Linked DNA regions of Mus musculus: all the other regions are linked to region 2. Evidence: chromatin contacts called from public promoter capture Hi-C data. All regions are on one chromosome and are shown on one strand. The core of a region is the stretch at or near the end of the contact, and the rest is flanking DNA. Distances in the headings are between cores, read along the strand shown.

Region 1 (3,499 bases), core at 384-2,883, 590 kb after region 2:
CTGAATGAGGCTTTCTCTAGAGTCTGCATGTTCAGTTTGTGCCTACCTCCTTCTCTTGAATTAACCAATTTCACTAGGAGGAAATGGAAACTGCGGAACAGTTGAGGTTTCATCCTCACAGATCAGCTCCTCTCAGGTGAGTCAGTTCCCTCAGTCAGTACACTCACACATTGAAAGCCTAGCAGTACTTATGGTTGCTGGCAATGCCCTTCCCTGCAGCCTTCAGGAGTACAGACTAGTCATGAGTTCATTCTAAACAGACATGCCAATCAAGTGTCCAGGTGAATGTATTAGGGGTATTGTTTAATACTGCTTGATGACTCTAGTTTCTCTAAGAGGAGCTGTATCCCTGGCTTAGCACACTGCCTGGAATACAAGAATTGAATAGGAACTTCCCATAGTCTCTGCACTGAAACAGCTTCCTCATCAATCTGTATACATCGTGGAAGCATGAAGCCTTCCTTATAATGGGTGTGTACCTTTGTCTCAAACACAAACTGCCCAGCAATAAATCTTCCTAAGAAGAGATGGGCATTCTCAGTACTCCATGGTCCCAATGCAGCTTCTTTACTACACTGAGCTCACTTGACAATCGTAGGGACATATTTCTAACACCTTTGTATTCAAGGAGGAATCATCTCAGTGTTCTGCTTAGAAGTGAGGGAAGTTCAAGACAGATAACAAATATTTAAATCGTCTGAAACATGAATCATGGCGTGATCAGGAGAGAGGAAATTCTATAAGGAACATCAAAGGGAACAAGGGAAATCCTATAGTGCACAGTGTACCAAGAGTCAGTAGACTCACCAGTGTGATCCCAGGAGCTCTGCACCTCCTGCTGGGAGATGGGGAGGAGGAAAGCCTGTGCTCAGAGAACACCCGGTGGTGACTAGTTTTGATTTCCTGTTCTTCTTCTTTTTTTTTTTTTAATTATTATTTATTTATTATATGTAAGTACACTGTAGCTGTCTTCAGACACTCCAGAAGAGGGCGTCAGATCTCATTACAGATGGTTGTGAGCCACCATGTGGTTGCTGGGATTTGAACTCCAGACCTTTGGAAGAGCAGTCGGGTGCTCTTACCCACTGAGCCATCTCACCAGCCTGATTTCCTGTTCTTCTGTTTTAAGCACCTGAGATGCTGCATGTCAGGCGGGATCACCAAGCGTGGTTTCATTAAAGAAATGCACAGTCCTACATTACCGTCCTGCTTCCTTATTTTTAAGTAAAGCAGACCATGAAAGCATGATTTCCCATGTGTTAGTATGATTTCATAAGTAGGTTTGAGCTTTAAAATCACGTTTTAGCAGAAATAACTAGCATGATTAACATTACTGAGAAAGGCTCGACTCACAGGCTAACATCGCATGCTGAGACCACAGCACTTCAAAAAAGCCCGAATGCCCTGTGGCTGCCCATGTGCAGAAGACTGTTTCTTTCTAATTCCACTTGCTCACAGTAGGGCAGGTACCCAGGCAGTGCACAAAACCCATTTGGAGTGTTCCTGGAAGTCCTTTGCACTGACTTGTGGGAAATGTAGTCCCAACAATTATGACATCACCAGAAGGGGCTGTCAGTATTGAACTTCCGGGTTCGTTCTTAAACCTCGCTTCTCCCCCAAAGTTAGGGGACTGTCCTGCTCAGAACTGGGCTTGGATCTCTGACATGGAGGTTGGTGCAGGGAGCAACGCCGTCCTGCAGATCCAGAGGGACTGTGCAGGGTGGCGGGTCGGGCGCGGAGGGAGCTGACTCAGGCTGGTTGGGAGACAGGGGAAGCTGCTGACCTGGAGATGCTGTGCTGACCTAGGATGGGCCACTGCCCCCGGGAACAAGATTGAAGAGGAGAAGGTTGGAAAACAACAGGATGGCCAGGGCAATCTGGTTCTGCTGACTGCCTGTGCCTGAGATGCTGAAGGGAGCGCACTCAACTTTGCTGAAGAACATGCTCTGCCTAGCTGACCCGTGATCACATGGCTATAGTCAGATTCTCGGGATTTACAGAACTTCCTAAATTTCCTAGTGTGCTGGAACAGAAAGTCTTGTGAGGGCAACTGTTGTGTGGAATGTTAGTTCCTATTCCCTTGGAATGAATTGTTAGATTTATGGACGCCTCCGTTTGAATAGGAATTTCTAATAGACACCGCTGTGACCTGAATCATCACAATACATGGCTGTATAGCCACAGAATAATCTTGGAATTGGTATGAACCCGTGTTTGCACAATCCAAATAATTAACCTTTCTTTCCCCTTACCTCTGGTACGTGGGCTAGAGGGAAAGTTGAAGCGTTCAAGAACTCTAATTAAGTAAGTCTTGAAATTTCTAAGCCTACAGTATGATGTTTTCTAGTTCCATCCATTTGCCTGAAAAATTCTTGATATCCTTATTTTCAATAGCTGAGCAGTATTTCACTGTGTAAGTGAACCACATTTTCTTTATCCATTTGTTCATCGAGGGATATCTGTATTGTTTCCAGATTCTGGATATCATGAATGAAGTTGCTCTGAATGTAGTTGAGTAAGGTGCCTTGTAGTTTGGTGGAACATCTTTTGGGTATATGACCGTGGTATAGCTGGGTCTTGAGGTAGAACTATACCCAATTATCTGAGGAGCTGCCAAATTGATTTCTATAGTGGTTGTGCAACTTGACACTCCCTCCAGCAATGGAGGCGTGTTCTCCCTGATTCACATCCTTGCCAGCATGTGCTGTGGCTTGCGTTTTTGATTTTGGCCATTCTGCTGGGTGTAAAGTAGAATCTCAGTCACCTTGGTTTGCATTTTCCTGAAGGCTAAGAATGTTGGACCTTTTAAAGGTCTTTCTTGGCCATTAAAGATTCCTCTATTGAGGAATTCTCTGCTTAGCTCTTTAACCCATTTTTAAATTGGCTATTTGGGTTGTTGGTGTCTACCTTTTTGAGTTCATTATATTTTTTGGGTGTCACCCCCCCCACCCCCATGAGGCATAGGGTTGATGAAGATCTTTTCCCCTTCTGTAGGCTACCAATTTTTTCCTATTGACAGCGACCTTTGCCTTGCAGAAGCTTTTCAGTTTCATGAGGCCCCATTTATTAGTTACTGATCTTAGTGCCTGAGCTATTTGGTGTTCTGTTCAGGAGGTTGTCTCCTGTACCAGTGTGTTCAAGGCTACTTTATACTTCCTCTTGTATTAGACTTAGTGTATCTGGTTTTATGTTGAGGTCTTTGATCCATGTGGACTTGAGTTTTTGCAGGATAATAAATTGGATCTATTTACATTTTCTAGATGCAGACATCCAGTTAGACAGCTACCATTTGTTAAAGATGCTTTCTTTTTCCATTGGATGGTTTTTGTCTTCTTAGTAAAAAAAAAAAATCAATGTTCATAGGTGTATGGGTTTATTTCAGGATCTTGTATTTGATTCAGTTCATCAACCTCTCTGTTTCTGTACCAATATCATGCATTTGTGGTTGTTGTTTTATTTGTTTGTTTGTTTGTTTGTTTGTTTGTTTTACTATTCTGTG
Region 2 (3,869 bases), core at 454-2,953:
AATGGATGAATCCACAAGAACAAAACTTTGGTTGTGGTAAAGGTATAACGGGCACAAGGTATAAACAGGAAATAAATATGAAAGATGCCATTCTAGCTCTCAGTACAGAAACAATGCCACTCAGACAATACAGTAGGTGACAGTGGCTCCCAGGGTTACAGGGGCTTTCATCCATTGATGAAATCCTCACCTTAGGATCCCCAATTATGGACTTAGGGAAGACAGTTTTCTTTGCTCCTCTTCCCAGTGTGGCCATATTAAATCTCTCCCTTTCAGCTTTAAAAAGGGAGGGAGGGAGGGAGGGAGGGAGTGAGGGAGGGAGGGAGGGAGGGAGGGAGGGAGGGAGGGAGGGAGGGAGGGAGGGAGGGGTAAAGAAAGACACACTAGAAGATATTTTAAATTGCCAATAATATTTTTAAAGATTATTTATTTATTTATTTATCGTGTAGTCAGCATTCTTCCTGCATGTATGCTAGCAGGCCAGAAGAGGGCACCAATTCTCACTATAGATGCTTATGAGCCACTCTGAGCCACCATATGGATACTGGGAATTGAACTCTGGACCTCTGGAAGAGCAGCCAGTGCTCTTAAGCTCCGAGCCATCTCTCCAGCCCTGTTAATAATATTTTGAAATGGAGATACCTCAAGTGTCTTGTCATAAGAAGTATCTTGTGGCCTGAACAGGCAGTGACGCTATCTCGGTGGGCATGAGTGATCTCATTAGCATGTGTTATGATAGACTTCAACAAACAACACTGGATTTACATTCAATCTCTTTATAACCATCCTAAAAGATTTGAAAGACAAATGCATATTTCTTATAGAGAAAACATAGCTCCAAGGCCAACAGTTGTTATTCAAGGTCAAAACTCATAAATAAAAGGAAGGAAAACAGGGCTGGTCTGTTTTCTTGAACTTAATCTCCCCCCCCCCCCGCCGCCCCCCGCCACACCCACCTCCCATGCGCAACCGTGTTAAGATTTTTCTTTTTTTTTTTTTTTTCTTTTTTTTATGGCATCTCCACCAGATTTATTTTTAAAGGAATGACCTAAGGGAGAAAAAACTAGGGTACAGAAGTATGGGCTAGAAAATAAATACAAATGTAAGCTGTTTCACTAATTTTATAACCACAAACTTGTACAGAGAATGAGGCCCTCTACAGAACACAACAGGTTCAGACGAGGCGTTCCCTTAACAAGGCTGAAGATCCGGACTCTGGTATTTGACATTTAGGATGCAGTCAGTCCACGCTTTTACCCAGATTTGAAGAGAAGAATGGCCACCTGACCCAGGTAGAAGTAGACGAAGTGTTTGGTTTCGTACGTCACGTAACTACCGAAGTTCCGGCCCACAATGCAGTGCCAGGTGGGGTTGTACTTCTTGTCAAACTCCTTCTTGATATGGGCCGCAATATCCTTCTCTGTGCTGTACTTCTCCAGCGCCTGGATAGCACACCTCACCGAGTCCTGCTGCATCTCTTCCGACATGTCTACAGTTTTTATCACTGCCTTCCGATCGCACATGGTTACCGCGGAGCAGGGGCCAATCGGCCGCTGCGTGCCCCTAGGGAAGATGCTGGCGGTGCTCAAGCAGCAGCAGCAGACAGCCGGTCCCTGCTGAAGCCGAAGCCGTGGCGCATCTCTTAGCTAAATATTTAACTGTATGCGTTTGCTACCTTTTCTTTACCCCTTCAGGAGCCATTTGGTAGGTGGTTTATTTTGTCACAAAAAGCAAGAAACCGCCTCATTGTGACTGCACAATTACCCGCTGACCCTCTGAGGTGGGGAGCCGAACCCTGGAGACCTGGCTTTTCATGAATCAGAAATTCACATGTGTGAGGAAATGCAGTGGAAGCAGCAGACACTGCTGTTGCTTGAGGGAAATATTTTAAATGAACCGGCCTACTCTCCAATAAAATCAAAACTTTTTTTTTTTTTTTTTTTTGGTTTTTCGAGACGGGGTTTCTCTGTATATCCTTGGCTGTCCTGGAACTCACTTTGTAGACCAGGCTAGCCTCTAACTCAGACTCCCGAGTCCTGGGATTAAAGGCGTGCGCCACCACGCCCGGCGCACTGTGTCTATTTCACGAGGGGGAAAAATGAGCGTATTTCCCTAAGAAACTTCAGAAAGACTGATTTAAACACGCGGGACCTGATGAACCTCTAATGGCTTCATCTTAATTAGTTATACCTGTGATGCTCCTGTTTCCAAATACGGGCACACGCCGGAGCTCTGTGTTCATATTCCTGAAAGATTCAATTAACCCATAACATTTGCTGTCATACCTTGCTGACATGTTCGCAGCTGTGTTCACAGACCTGAAGATGGCACTGTGCATCAGCTGAAAACATTCTCAAACCACCCGCAACAGAAAAATCCGCACACTGCCCACAGCCCTGGCTAATACATGAAATTATATAAAGATTCAGATCATATTTCAATTTGAATTGGATGTACCTACGTTACCATTTTTCCCCCCATTTTACTTATTTGAAGCTTCTGGTTAATTGCAAGTTCCCAGACAAGGTTAAGAGAGCAAGATTTACCCACAGATATGCAAGAAAAATTTCCGAGCCTTTGCAAGTGACTCATGCCTGATACCCCCAACTTTATAACTACTATAAGCTCTTAGTTCTTATCATTTCTCAGCAGTAAATGGGGCCACTGATTAGCAGAAAAGAGCAATCTTCCTGGCTTTGGCAGCCCATTCAACTAATCACAGTACTTGGGAGGCAGAGGCAGGTGGATGGATCTCTGTGAGTTCAAGGCCAGCCGGGTCTACAGAGCCAGTTTTAGGACAGCTGGGGCTACAGAGAAAACCTATGTCAACAGAAACAAAACAGAACAAAACAAACAAACCAAAAACAAAGAGGAGGAGGAGGAGAGGAGGAGGAAGAGGAGGAAGAAGAGGAAGAGGAGGAGGAGGGAGAGGAGGAGGAAGAGGAAGAGGACAGACAGAAATAACAAATCTCTTCCCCATTCTGGGCCCCTTTTCCTTTCTAACTTTTACATTTAAAAACAAAGAGTTAATAGCAATTTAAGCACTTATTAATGTTTAATATGTTCACTATGGCACAGAATTCCAGGAAAAATATGTACATGTCTTATTAATTACATCTCTCAATGCTATCACCCAATGCTTAATAAAAAGCAACGAGAGGAGGAAGGGTTTATTCTGGCTTGCAGCTCAACAGGATTATTCCACCATGGTGGGAAGACAAGGCAGCAGGCAGGGATGATATGGTGGCAGGAAGTGCCAGGTCAGAGTACACATCACACACAGTAAGCAGAGCACAGACAGGAAGTAGGGCCAGCCTGTAAATCTCATGTTCCTGGCCCACCACCTCAGTACTGGCTGCTTTTGTGTGTCAACATGATACAAGTTAGAGTCATCAGAGAGAAAGGGCCCTCATTTGAGGAAATGACTCCATGAAATCCAATGGTAAGGCATTTTCTCAATTAGTGATCAACTGGGGAGGGCTCAGACTATTGTGGGTGGTGCCACCCCTTGGCAGGTGGTCCTGGGTTCTATAAGAGATCAGGCTGAGTAAACCAGGGGCAACAAGCCAGTAAGCAGCACCCCTCCTAGGACTCTGCATCAGCTCCTGCCTCCAGGTTCCAGTCCGGCTTGAGTTCCTGTCCTGACTTCCCCCAATGTTAAACTATGATGTGGAAGTGTAAGATGAATAAGCTCTTTCCTGACCAATTTGCTTTTTGATCATGGTGTTTCTTCCCAGCAACAGAACCTCCAACTAAGACACCCACTTTCACCAATAAGGCTCCGCTTCTTTTTTTCTTTTTCTTTTTTCTTTCTTTCTTCTTTTTTGTTTGTTTGTTTGTTTTTTGTTTTGGTTTTTCGAGACAGGATT
Region 3 (3,662 bases), core at 78-2,577, 560 kb after region 2:
GTAGCCAATTTGATTTAACTAATAGTATTAAATCAAGGAACAAGGTTTGCACAACAGAACCTTGTAAATGTGAGAAGTCTGTGGTAGGCTTAGATCTTCGGGTATAGAATTTAGCATTACATACATAGCAACAGACCAGACCTCAACACATAACACATATTGGAAAACTAGCTATGCTGAGAAATAATAACTTTTGTGGCTTCTGACAATGCCCTTCACTGCAGCATTCAGGAGGAGGACAGACCAGTCATGATGCTTGCCAATCAAGCACAGGTACACACACGTACTGCTCCTTGCCTCTAGTTTCTCTGAGTGAGCAAATGATCTGCATCTCTGGATAAACATACTCCTGAAAAAGAATAGGGACTCTGCACAGTCTTTGCGCTGAAACGGGTTCCTTTTGGATCATTAGGATTCCGGGAAGTATGAAGCCTTTTCTGTAATGGAGTTTGTAACTTTGACTCAAGTATGAACTACACAGGAATAAACCTTCCCATGAAAAGGTAGGGATTCTCAATCCTGCATGTTTCCAGTGTAACTTCTTTATTACAGTGACTTATTTGACAGTAATATGAACATATATCTGATACCTTTGTATTCAAGGAGAAAACACTCAAGTGTTCTATTTAGAAGGGAGGGAAGTTCAAGACAGATAACACTAATGTTCAAATATTTTCAAATATGACCGATGACAGGATCAGTGCAGAGACAGGAAAATCAATAAGAAACATCAAACCTAAGGCAAAGGGAAATCCTGTAAGTGCACAATGGCTCGACAGTCAGTACACACACCATTGTGATCCCAGGAACTCTGCCCCTCCCCTTGGGAGACAGGAAAGCCTGTACTAAGAAAACATCTGCTGGTGACTAGATTTGATCTCCAATTCTTCTATCTTAAGCGACTAAGATGGTTTCAATAGAATCGTAAAGAGATAATGCTCACTCCTACATTAACTTCCTGCTTCCACATTCTTAAATAAAGCAGATCATGAAAGCATGAATTTTTCATTCGTGAATGATTCTATACATAGATCAGAGTTGTAGCAGAGATAACATGGAAACGTGATGAACGTGATTACTGTGAAAGGCTCATCTTACAGGCAAACATTTCGTGCCATGACCAAGGATTTTAAAAGAGCCCAAATTCCATGTGCATGCCCATGTGCAGCTGCTCTCAGTGGACTGTAATCCAGGCAGTGTACAAAAGCTCTTCAGTGGGTTCCCGGAAGTCCTTCCAACTGACTTGTGGGAAATGTAGTCCCATCGCCTGTGACGTCATCAGAAAGAGCTGTCAGCAACAAAATTCCGTATTCTTTCTTCAAACTTCGCTTCTTCTCAAATTTGTGCAGCTGTCCTGTTGAGCGCTGCATTTGGATTTCTGCCATGGAGGTTGGTGCAGGGAACAGCACCATCTTGCAGATCTGAAGGACTGTGCAGGGTGGCGGATAGGGCACAGAGAGTGCCAACTTGGGCTTGTGAGACAGGAAGCTGCTGACCTTGAGGTGCTGTGCTGACCTAGGCTGGGCCACTGTCCCTGGGCACAGGTTTGAAGAGGAGAAGGTTGGAAACAGCAGGATGGCAAGGGCAGGCAGGGTCTGCTCACTGCCTGTGCCTGAGATGCTGACGGGAGCTCACGCATCTTTGCTGGGGAAACGTGCTCTGCCTAGCTGACGGGTTCTCCTGTGGTGGTTGTCAGATTCTTAGGACATACAGAACACGTGGACATCTAGCGCCCCATATACTTTATGTCCTAGAGATTACTCCTGGTTTGAGCTCACACAGCTTCCCAAAGGTCCTAGTGTCTAGGGACAGAGAGTCCTGTGACGGTGATTGTTGTGTGGGTTGTTAGTTACTTTTCCTTTGGAATGAATTGTTAGATTTATGGATGCCTTGGTTAGAGTGGGAATTTCCAATAGACATCTCTGTGACTTGAATCATCACAATACATGGCTATGTAGCCACAGAATAATCTTGTAATTGGTATGAACCTATGTTTGCCCAATCCAGATAATTATGGATTTTGCACATCAAATTAAAATCGCTAGACAGCAGTACCTCAACGGTTCTGAGTATGTGTTCTGTCCAAATTTGGACTTCTTTTCAGATGAGAGACGACTTGGTGTGATGAGAGATTGCTGGGTGGGGCTGGAAAGTCTGAAAGGGAAGAGGAAAATGGCTCTGCTCATCTGCCAGGCTCTGTAAATTGTTCTCTAATCTGCCAGGCTCTGTACATTGCTCTCTAATCTGCCAGGCTCTGTACATTGTACTATGTTTTCTTATCACATGATTTTCTTCTGTCTCTTCACATTGTCAGCAGCGTCTGAACTGTCCTAAATTTAACTGTCTTAAATATTAAATTTTCTGTCCCTCAATGTGACATTCAGGTTTACTGAGGCACCTTTAATAGTTTTAGGAAGAATTCCCCAAGTTTTTCAACTGCTTTGGAACAGCTGGAATATAAATTTGGAAAGCTGTTATACATTTGGGGTCTAATGATTTTTCACATAGGTTCCTGTCTATGCATAGTTCTCCTCCTGAAGGGTTAAGAGAATAGTTTAGTCCAGAGCCATTTGAATAGCCTTGATCTGAGAACACAGATTTACTTTAATCCAAATTCTATGCTCCAACATGGAATCAGTTTCATGGTTTTACAGAACAAAGAATGTCATTAACCAAGGAAAATTTAAAATACTTTGGTGTGAGTCGATAGAAGCATGTACTACGATATATGGGAGATATTCTATTCACCTAAGATACCATCTGCTGAGATTTTAGCTTTTGGATTCATAGAAACTTATGTTCTCCCTTGTCAGTGGATTCTGGGAGGTTTTTATCTATTGTCATAAGCTATGTGGTCCACTATAGAGTGAGGCAAGGACTGACCCTGAAGGTAAAACCAGCCCAAGGTAAGACAGCTAACCCTGAACCTGCAGAATTCCAGGCTCTGCCCCTCGGTGAACTTACACGTGGGCCATCAGACTCTGCACCCACAGACTCCTTACAAGAGTTTTGCATTCACAGAATACACACAGATTTTAGTGTGTGTGTGTGTGTGTGTGTGTGTGTGTGTGTGTGTGTGTGTGTGTGTGTGTGTTTCAAGATTTCTCCTCCACAGCCGCTCCCCCTATCTCAGGGGATCTTGCTTATATTATCACTCTTCAGTCAAACCAAGTGTTTGTGAGCCAGAGCTGGAGCCTGACCTACAGCATTCAAGTCTACTGTCAGGAAGCATGGGCTTCAGACCACCTTGTCCTAGCTACTGGAATTTTCAATGAGTTTGCAACCATATCTAGAATAAATAGACACTTCCTAGTTAATGTTACATATAACAGTTTATCAATTGGGAATTGTGTGCTGCCTTGTGCAACAAAACACAGTCCTTATAATATAGAAAGAGTACATGAGCATCGTCACATATAACTTACAGGCACCAAATATTTATTTATATGTATTTAAAATCAAACAGCCTAATTATTGAAGAGTGAACTTAAGTATATTCTATGATTCATTTCTGTCATCTCTGTGTTTTGAGGAGGAGTCAGGAGTCCTGGAATTCAAAGTCATCCTCTCCTTCATAGCCAACTCAAGGGAGCCTAGGCTACGTGAGACTCTGCATATTAAAAAGATTCTTAAAATGTTGTTCTTTGGGTGTTATAATAACT

What was found. Promoter capture Hi-C pulls out the DNA fragments that hold promoters and counts their contacts. Capture Hi-C pulls out chosen DNA fragments and counts their contacts.
Region 1: a contact with region 2 is called in a promoter capture Hi-C map of adipose tissue. The contact joins the promoter of Zfp458 here to the promoter of BC048507 in region 2. A contact is called at or near these places in 14 of 39 promoter capture datasets (the C10 cell line, the HPC-7 cell line, cranial neural crest and 10 more) and 3 of 9 other capture datasets (adipose tissue, liver and macrophages).
Region 3: a contact with region 2 is called in a promoter capture Hi-C map of stem cell-derived epiblast-like cells, with 8 times the contacts expected there. The contact joins the promoter of Zfp457 here to the promoter of BC048507 in region 2. A contact is called at or near these places in 16 of 39 promoter capture datasets (the 3T3-L1 cell line, 3T3-L1-derived adipocytes, the HPC-7 cell line and 9 more), 2 of 115 datasets of contacts at active chromatin or transcription factors (embryonic stem cells and stem cell-derived neural progenitor cells) and 1 of 9 other capture datasets (liver).

The regions. Positions count from the first base shown.
Region 1 is chr13:67,267,202-67,270,700 of GRCm38.p6, reverse strand. Zfp458 (zinc finger protein 458) reads left to right here and starts at 1,633. Exons shown (of 4, transcript NM_001001152.2): 1 at 1,633-1,670. The coding sequence starts at 1,665.
Region 2 is chr13:67,861,160-67,865,028 of GRCm38.p6, reverse strand. It overlaps BC048507 (cDNA sequence BC048507), which reads right to left and starts at 1,703. Exons shown (of 1, transcript NM_001001185.3): 1 at 1,106-1,703. The coding sequence starts at 1,523. The coding sequence ends at 1,254.
Region 3 is chr13:67,304,077-67,307,738 of GRCm38.p6, reverse strand. Zfp457 (zinc finger protein 457) reads left to right here and starts at 1,327. Exons shown (of 4, transcript NM_001003666.2): 1 at 1,327-1,389. The coding sequence starts at 1,384.